2 separate regions of the Mus musculus genome follow, and region 2 is linked to region 1. The links are chromatin contacts, called in public promoter capture Hi-C maps. All regions are on one chromosome and are shown on one strand. The core of a region is the stretch at or near the end of the contact, and the rest is flanking DNA. Distances in the headings are between cores, read along the strand shown. Region 1 overlaps Gm30799 (a long non-coding RNA gene). Region 2 overlaps Sipa1l1 (signal-induced proliferation-associated 1 like 1).

Region 1 (4,369 bases), core at 529-3,028:
ATTTATTTATTTATTTATTTATTTATTTTATGTCTATGAGTACACTGTAGCTGTACAGATGGTTGTGAGCCTTCATGTGGTTATTGGGAATTGAATTTAGGACCTCTGCTTTCTCTGGTCAACCCCACTCGCTCCAGCCCAGAGATTTATTATTATAAATTAGAACACTGTCGCTGTCTTCAAACACACCAGAAGAGGGCGTCAGATCTCACTATGGATCATTGTGAGCCACCATGGGATTGCTGGGATTTGAACTCAGGACCTCTGGAAGAGCAGTCAGTGCTCTTATCCACTGAGCCATCTCGCCAGTCCTTGCTTTCAATTTTTATTCCCTGAGAAATTGACAGTCATGTCCCTTTGTCATGTCCCATTTAAAAGTCTAAATCTGTCTCCTTACTGCAGAAATGTCTCACACAAGTCCAGCCTGACAAACACTTGTCGTTGTTCACTCATCTGCCCTTCACAGCCTTTTGCCTTGCTCACCTACCCTTCCTCTCTTGACCTCTGACCTCTGACCTCTGCTGACAGTAACCTCATTCTTACCTGCCAGTTCCAACCCAGGCTCTGACCCAGGTACCTCCTGCTGCCTCTACCTGCCTTACCACTCTATTTTTTACTTTTATTTGTTTCTCTATGTAGTCCTTGTTGGCATTTTGTCTAGGCTCTGCCCCATGGTTACCTGGCAACAGCCAGGTGTGCCTGAATCACTATAAAAGGGGCTGCTTGCCCCCTCCTCCTTCTCCTTTCTCTCTCTCTCTCTCTCTCTCTCTCTCTCTCTCTCTCTCTCTCTCTCTGCCTTTCTCTGTCTCTACTATCCCCTCAATTCCCCTCCCCATGCTCTGAATAAACTCTATTCTATACTATACCATCGTGTAGCTAATCCCTCAAGGGGAAAGGATGCCTTCGTCTGGGCCCGCTGAGACACCCCCTTCCCCCATACCTGACTACACCTCCATAGAACATATCCCCCCTCTTTATTTTTATAAAACACAACAGTTAAGTGCTCTTAACCACTGAACCAACCATTTGGCATACTGGAGCGGCTGGCTGAGCCTCGTTTGGTGGGTTTGCTGGAGTGGGGCTTCTGTCCTAAAACCTCTGGTTACCAGGCCATCCGGAAGATCATCCTTGCATCCGCCAGCACTGCCAGTGTCGTGGGCAAGGCTGTCCCTTCGCTGAGTAGGAAGCTCTGCTGTAGCCTTCTTCTTGGCAAAAGCCCAGCTTTGCTTCTGGGAAAGGATGCTAAAATCTGATACAGTCGAGAAAGTAGTAGAGCGATGACTCCGTAGTTAAGAGCACTTACTGTTCTCCCACAGGTACTGGGTTCAGTTCTAAGCACCAATTTGGGGGCTCACAAACGCCTGTAACATGGCCTCTGCAGGTCTATGGTGCACACACATATACTCAGCCACATAAATGTAAAACAGAAGAAATAAGAAAAAACACTAGGTTGTAAAGTAGACATTAGCGAGCACCCTAAAGGCCATCCTTAGGTATCCTGTCCCTCATCAGCCCACGACAACGCATGCACACGATGATTGGTCAGTTGTTTAATGCCGGTCTCTCCTGTTCTTGCAGGCAAGCTCCTTGAGACTAGAGGATTTCATCTGCTCTGGACACTGTCCCAAACAGCGCTTGGATGCACAGTGCTTCCTTTAGAAGAACTTGTTTAGTTTCTGAACCGGAAACTTGTGGGAGAATCTTGAAATAGCCCCGGCTCAAGCTGTTTATTTTTAGAAGCGTCCGTCGTCACTCCTGGGCGATGCTTTGACTTGGATTCTCTGGTGACATCTTTTTAGCATTGGTCATTCCAGCCTGGGCTGTGGTTTCAGCACACTCCAAGTGTAAAGCTGACGGCAGCATTTGAGCAGAGGGAAGTTAGGAGAGCTTTTAAAACTTGGAGAGCTTATAAAAAAAAAATCTACCAGTGCTGAGAAGATATAAAGGCACGTTAATACCAAAGGTCAAATGTATGGCTTCTCTTATCTTCTTCCTGACGAAGAAATCACTTTTAATCTAAAGAACATGCCCCAGTAATTTCCAAATGTAAACAGATGGGATTTGAAAGCGGACGGATTGACGTGCCTGTGTTTGCTCAACACAAACCAATAAAAGAGAGCGGTCGTTCCCTTTGTTCTTTTGCAATGCACTTAAGTAAAGGATAGTATCGTGGAGGGGGAGGGGGAGGGGCGGAGCAGGAGCCTTCTGGGGTTCCTGGGGTGCCTGAGTCAGGTCTGTGACACCTGCAAGGGTTAAAAAGGCAATTCACACCTGTGAGACAGAGAAGAAAAGAAGGTAAGCAGAGACCCGGAAGGAAAGCGAATGGAGGCCGATTATTTTATTTTTTATTTTTTTAATTTAATTTTATTTTTTTAACACTCGATATTTTATCCCCCCTCCCCATCTACCCTCCGACTGTTCCACATCCCACACCTCCTCCCCACCCTCCTGTCTCCACGTGGATGTCTCCACCCTCCACCCCACCTGATCTCTAAACTCCCTGGGGCCTCCATCTCTTCAGGGTTAGGTGCATCATCTCTGAATGAACACAGACCCAGAAGTCCTCTACTGTATGTGTGTTGGGGGCCTCATATCAGCTGGTGTATGCTGTCTGTTTTGGTGGTCTAGTGTTTGAGAAATCTTGGGGGTCCAGATTAATTGAGACTGCTGGTCCTCCTACAGGATCACCCTTCTTCTCAGCTTCTTCCAGCCTTCCCTAACTCAACAATAGGGGTCAGCTGCTTTTGTCCATTGGTTGGATGCAAATATCTGCATCTGACTCTTTCAGCTGCTTGTTGTGTCTTTCAGAGGGCAATCGTGATAGGTCCCTTTTTGTTAGTGCTTCATAGCCTCAGTAATAGTGTCAGGCCTTGGGCCTCCCCTTGATCTGGATCCCACTTTGGGTCTGTTCTTTTCCTCAGGCTCCTCTCCATTTCTATCCCTGTAATTCTTTCAGACAGGAACAATTATGGGACAGAAATATGACTGTGGGATGGCAACCCCATCTCTCACTTGATGTTCTGTCTTCTTGCTGGAGGTGGGCTCTATAAGTTCCCTCTCCCTACTGTGGGGCATTTCATCTAAGGTCCCTCCCTTTGAGTCCTGAGAGTCTCTCACCTCCCAGGTCTCTGGTGCACTCTGGAGGGTCCCCCCAACCCAACCTTGGGAGAGAGAAGAAAGCAATCACAAGTGGGGAGGGAGGGAGGGACCTGGGAGGGAAACTGGAGGTGGGGTAGTGGGGGGGGGGGACCTGATCTGGTATTGGGTGAGGGAAAAGGACTGAAGAAAGAATGGAAACAGGCAACCGTCGGGGCGGGGGGGTGGGGGGGGGTGGGGGGGTGGGGGGGGGAGCAGGAATAGGAGACTGATTTTAACATTCTTCCATTCCCAAGTCAGGGATGGACTAGGCCCATCTCTTGAGACTGCCACCAGGTCTTCTTGCATGACTTCAGGCTTCTGCTTGGAGGAGTTCATTAACTTCCTTGAGGCTCTGCTTTCTTGAAAAACAACAACAACAACAACAACATAACCTGTGATCGAACAGTAACCTGATGGCCAAGTGCACAGCATAGGGATCAATCAGATTGCCAGGTTCCTGGTCTGATTATGCCCTACATTAGTTTGCTGATCAGGGGACAAATTAACATGATCCCTGGGGCCCAAAAGATTTTGCTTTGGTTCTTCAGTCTTTTGTTGTTTGAAGAGAGTCTTGTGTATCTCAGGCTGGATTCAAACGTGCTGTGTCGCTGAGGCTGACCTTGAACTCCTGGATGCTTCTGTTTCCACCTCCCAAGTGTTGATATTATAGGCGTGCCCCTCCACGCCTGAGTATCTGACTCATATGTGGTCCTGAGGCTGAGATGAAGACCTGGAACAAAGTCTGACACATTGTTATCCTCTTAGGGAATCAAGATGCTTCGTGCTTCAGGTCACAGCAGACAGACTCAGGAACGGTTTAAAACAAATTGATCTGAATTTTTGCAATCACATATTCTTACTGAAAAAAATGTATTTTCTGAGCATACTGTCTACAATGTGCATTTATTTTAAAGTGAAAAGAGCTTGGCACACTTGTATAAGCCTGTAACCCAGCAGTGGGGGAGCAAGCAGGAGGATCCTGGGGGCCTATAGTAGCCTCGATGAAAGGGCTGGTTCTAGGTTCACAGAGATCCTATCTCAAGAAACGAGGTGGAGAGAAAGAAACTCAGTGTTTACCTCTGGCTTACACACACACACACATACACACATGCACAAAATAAAAATAAACTAGAATCATGTTACTAGATTAGTTACCATAACTAGTTTAAATAAAAGCAAAGACTCCCTTCCCCATGGTGTAAAAAAGTCTGGAGGCTGGAAATGGGATCTG
Region 2 (4,369 bases), core at 1,101-3,600, 300 kb after region 1:
TCCAAAGTGAACGCAGCAGAATACTCCTTGCAGTGTAGTTCGGATTGCTGCTGATACAGAGAAAATGATAACCACGCCCAGAGCTTAACGTTGTCTTGTAAGAGGCCTGTGTTTTGTTGGTTTTCTGTTGTTGGGTTTTTCCAGACAGAGTTTCTCTGTGTAGATGTCCTGGAACTCTCTCTGTAGACCAGGCTGGCCTTGAGCTCATAGGGATCCTCCTGCCTCTGCTTCCCGAGGACTGGGATTAAAGGCTTGGGCCACCATTACCCAGCAATTTGTTTTGTTTTGTTGTTTTGTTTTGTTTCAATCTTCCTTGACACTAAATTCCCAGAAGGAACTGTTTGTTTCTGACAAAACTTATAGAACAGGCCCTAGGTTTTGTCTGTAGCACCACTAGAAAACAGAACAAAACTTTCAAAGGAAGGGAAATGCACAAAGTTTAAAGGTCACTGAAGGCTGAGGATGCTGGAGTGTCTGAGGCTTGGAAGCCCAGCATGCCACACACAAACTGCCTTTGCTCAGAATAAGAAAACCAAACTGTGGGTGCTGCTGGCCCTGAGAAAGAACTTGAACCATTCAAAAACCAAATGGTTCTATTTCACATTTTTCTAAGGACTATGTTTAACATACAGGCATGGGATTTGGTTACTTTTCTGAGAATTCACCATGCAAGCAATTCATTAGCAAGCTTAATGTCCTCATAGTGGATATTTATTTACCATGACCAGGATTTCTGTTGGATCTTTTTTAAAAGGTTTGTTTATTTGTATGTGCATGAGTATTCTGCTCACATATATGTATGTTCACTGTGTGTGTGTGTGTGTGTGTGTGTGTGTGTGTTACCCTTAGGGATGAAGAAGGTATTAGATGCCCTGGAACTACAGTTATGGATGGATACGAGCTACTATGTAGGTTCTGGGACTTGAACTCACTAACTATTGAATATGCTTTTTGTTGTGTGTGTATGTGGGGAGGGGGGGGTGCTACATGTTTATGCTAACAGAAGGTAGGTGATAAAACCACTCCAGGATACTCCTCCTCCATGCTGTTGTCTTCGTCAATAGCCTGTCTGAAGGGCACACATCTTATGTAACTGCATCAGTGATGACTCGAAAATAATTTTAGCTTTTCTTCATCAGTCCCTGCAGAGGTTTTTTTGAGTCACTTATTTTATCATGCCACAAACCCAACTAATTATTTCTTACTTTAATTAGATTTTATATGGTATGATTTGCCTTAGAAATGAAGTAGTCAACATCTGTCCATCATTAGTATGGCACTAAAACGTAAAGGAGTGAACCAAAAAAAAAAAAAAAAAAAAGTTTTCCTGTCTGTGATAAGCTCTAAATGTCTATTAACAAATTGAACGGAGACATTAGTGTGATTGATGATAAAAACTCTGAGGCCCATGCCTGAGTGCTCCTTTTTTGTTAACAAGACAGTGGTTATTCCTGTGGGCATGCAATAGCAAGCCCTTGTACCCTAGGTGGTATTAGGGGGGCCTGTGATCTTTAGTGAGCTCACCTTGGATTGTATGCGACACCACACAATGCTTTTTGTACCTGGGAATGATCTTTTAAAAAGACGAAGTTGCTGATGCAGTGCCATCTTCTGTACACCAAAGCCACTTCAGTGGTGTTAGCTTGCATTGTTTTGTGTTGTTATTGTTGTTTGGTTTTTCCGGACACAGTTTCTGTGTAGCCCTGGTTGGCTTCAAACTCAGGGGTCTTCCTGTCTCTGTCTTTCAAGTGCAGGGATTAAGTGCATGGCCACTAAGCTTGGCCTGCCAAAGCTGTGTTTATGCACATCTGTGACGCAAGAGGTGGTTTGGCTCACGCTCTCATGTGTCTCACTGTTGCCCATGAATGACGTTTGACCCTGAAGTTTCCTTTACCAGTAAGAGCAGCTGTGTCCAAGTCGATGTTGAAGTGTCTGTGCTGTGCTGGGCACCTGTTAGTGTCAGGCACGCTCAACATCATAGCGATAACCAGCATACGGTGGTTCTCTGTGGACAGTGTGCCATGTTGGTACCCTCCCTCACCCTCCGTGGGCCTTATGTCTATACCTGTGTGGCATGAGCTTGTTCATTTCTTGGTCCTAAGACATTGAAACTATCTTAATTAGCTGAAGGGTAAAACTGAGACAGTGCTTAGAATCTATGTTTAGTTCTGCTGCTAGGTTACCAGTTCCAATTGAGCTTCATGTTTCCCCACTCCCAGGGGTCCTATCCCTCCCAGGAGAGCTCTTACAGGTCCTGGCCATGTGTCAGTCATCACAGGTAAGGAACAGACACGAGTTGATAGAGAATCAATAGAGGCCTGTGTTTCATAAGTTCTTTAGAAGTTCATTAGTTAGTAACCATGAGAAATGTGGTACATTTCCAAGTAAATACTTGAATTCTGCCCTCCGGCCCTTTCTGGTCTCAGAGGTCATATTGCTGATGTTCATGTAGACATAGATTTCGTATGACTTAGTTAAACAAGTGTTAACTGTTTTTTCAAGGGGAAAATCAAGCTGGCTCAGTAGACACTTACTATTTTACTTGCCAGCTTACCTTCTTCTGAGTTGCCCTTCCCAACATCAATTTAAAATACATACAGGGGGCTGGTGAGATGGCTCAGCAGGTAAGAGCACCGACTGCTCTACCGAAGGTCCTGAGTTCAAATCCCAGCAACCACATGGTGGCTCACAACCATTGGTAACGAGATCTGACTCCTCTTCTGGAGTGTCTGAAGACAGCTACAGTGTACATACATATAATAAATAAATAAATCTTTAAAAAAATAATAAAATAAAATTCATACAGTTAGAAAGTGGCTTGCACATAATATAAGCGGTACTTGTCATTTTTCAGACCACAGAATATAGTGCTCAGAAAGTGATTGATCCCAGAGTAACTTAATGATTTAGTACATCATTGAATTAAGGGGAGCAGCCCCCACTCCCGAGATATACTGTTAGAAAATGTGCAAGTGACTTAAAGTGGGTTGATGGTAAATGACAGTCTGAACTTGACTATGTGAGCCAGTGAACTTGGGTTTCTTACTTTCTGTGCCTTCTGCTGGCAAGCTCTGTGCCCTAGTTAACACTTGATTTTAATAATAAGCGTGCCTTCCTGAGAAGAGATATGTATCTGCGTGCACAGACGTGCAAGCAGAAACTGGTAATACCTGTCATCAGAATCAGGAGACTCTTCACCTTGTGGGTGAAGATTCTGATGTGTCTTGCTTTTGTTTGGGGGAACTACCACAGGTTTGGGGTGAGCCGAAGATCCCCAGCTTCCATCGACAGGCAGAACACCCAGTCGGATATAAGTGGCAGTGGAAAATCCACTCCCAGCTGGCAGAGAAGTGAGGACAGCCTTGCCGACCAGATGGGTGAGTGAGGGATTTGTATGTCAGAACAAGGTGACCTTGATAGCATCAGAGCACAGTGTTAGAAGGACAGCCCCAGTTAGCAGGTGCGTGGGAATTCCTCTCTGCTAGACTGTGTGCATATGAAAGCAACAGATAAGGCCAGGGTTCTTGGTGACTCTAAACTTCAGTCAGAGTGACCCAGGGATTATGTTTGAAGACCTGCTTGCTGGGGTGGGTGGGTTGGTTGGTTGGTTTTACCTTGTGCCTGGGAAGTTTAGTAGTCCTAATATTGAATTTTAAGGGAAAATCAATCACTGCACAAGGTGGGAAGAAAATGAATTTTTGTTTGGTCACATTTGTAGGTTGGTTAGACACTCTGTCCTGCCCGATGGATACTTTCAAATAATCTTTCCCCTCCACTCTTAGGCTATCAACTAAGAAAATATCTTAACACAACAGCAGGCCCTCAGTGGGCCCTCAGTCACGTTCTTGGTGCATTGCCCTCTGAGGATGTGAGGAGAAACCCATCCACCTCCTGTGGCACCATAAACATTGCTCGCCACGGGGAATTTTGCCATGCAGAAATTACACTTGAACAGGCACGTCAGAGATTTGATGTCAGCACAATTCGTACATCAAAGACTTGATTATGAACTGTCCGGTTGGGTTTTCTATCCTCTCATCCTGTGCCTCCATCCTATAATCCTTGTCTCTTTCCCCTGGAAGTATTATCATCAATGTAGGATACAGGACTGCACATTTCATGCCTGTAGGTTGATGCTTTTGTTCTGTGTGCGTGACTGTCCCAGGTAAATGTCTGAAGTTGAGGAAGAGAAAAGGGATTCCTAGATCCTGAAGACAAGCTTTGATACAGTCACTGCATCCCGCATGCCTTGTTCTTGAAGCCATCTCTCACCCCAGTCTTCTCCCACTCACCCCCTACTCAGAAAACCTGGGCATATTCTGTCTGCCTCCCTGCTCTGGCAAGATGGATGTCTTATCCCATGTGTTGG

What was found. Capture Hi-C pulls out chosen DNA fragments and counts their contacts.
Region 2: a contact with region 1 is called in a promoter capture Hi-C map of liver. The contact joins two enhancer-like sites. A contact is called at or near these places in 3 of 9 other capture datasets (adipose tissue, liver and pancreatic islet).

Annotation. Positions count from the first base shown.
Region 1 is chr12:82,120,938-82,125,306 of GRCm38.p6, forward strand. It overlaps Gm30799 (a long non-coding RNA gene), which reads left to right. Exons shown (of 7, transcript XR_001780654.1): 7 at 1,579-2,133. Among named protein-coding and RNA genes, the nearest start is that of Gm30799, 53 kb to the left of the region's middle. Within about 2 kb of position 1,779, at least 111 of the 459 cell types and tissues checked have an H3K27ac peak or open chromatin away from gene starts, as enhancers often do. A contact at or near this core is called in liver, where this site is marked.
Region 2 is chr12:82,417,286-82,421,654 of GRCm38.p6, forward strand. It overlaps Sipa1l1 (signal-induced proliferation-associated 1 like 1), which reads left to right. Exons shown (of 21, transcript NM_172579.3): 12 at 3,253-3,377. Among named protein-coding and RNA genes, the nearest start is that of Gm51987, 27 kb to the right of the region's middle. Within about 2 kb of position 2,351, at least 10 of the 459 cell types and tissues checked have an H3K27ac peak or open chromatin away from gene starts, as enhancers often do. A contact at or near this core is called in liver, where this site is marked.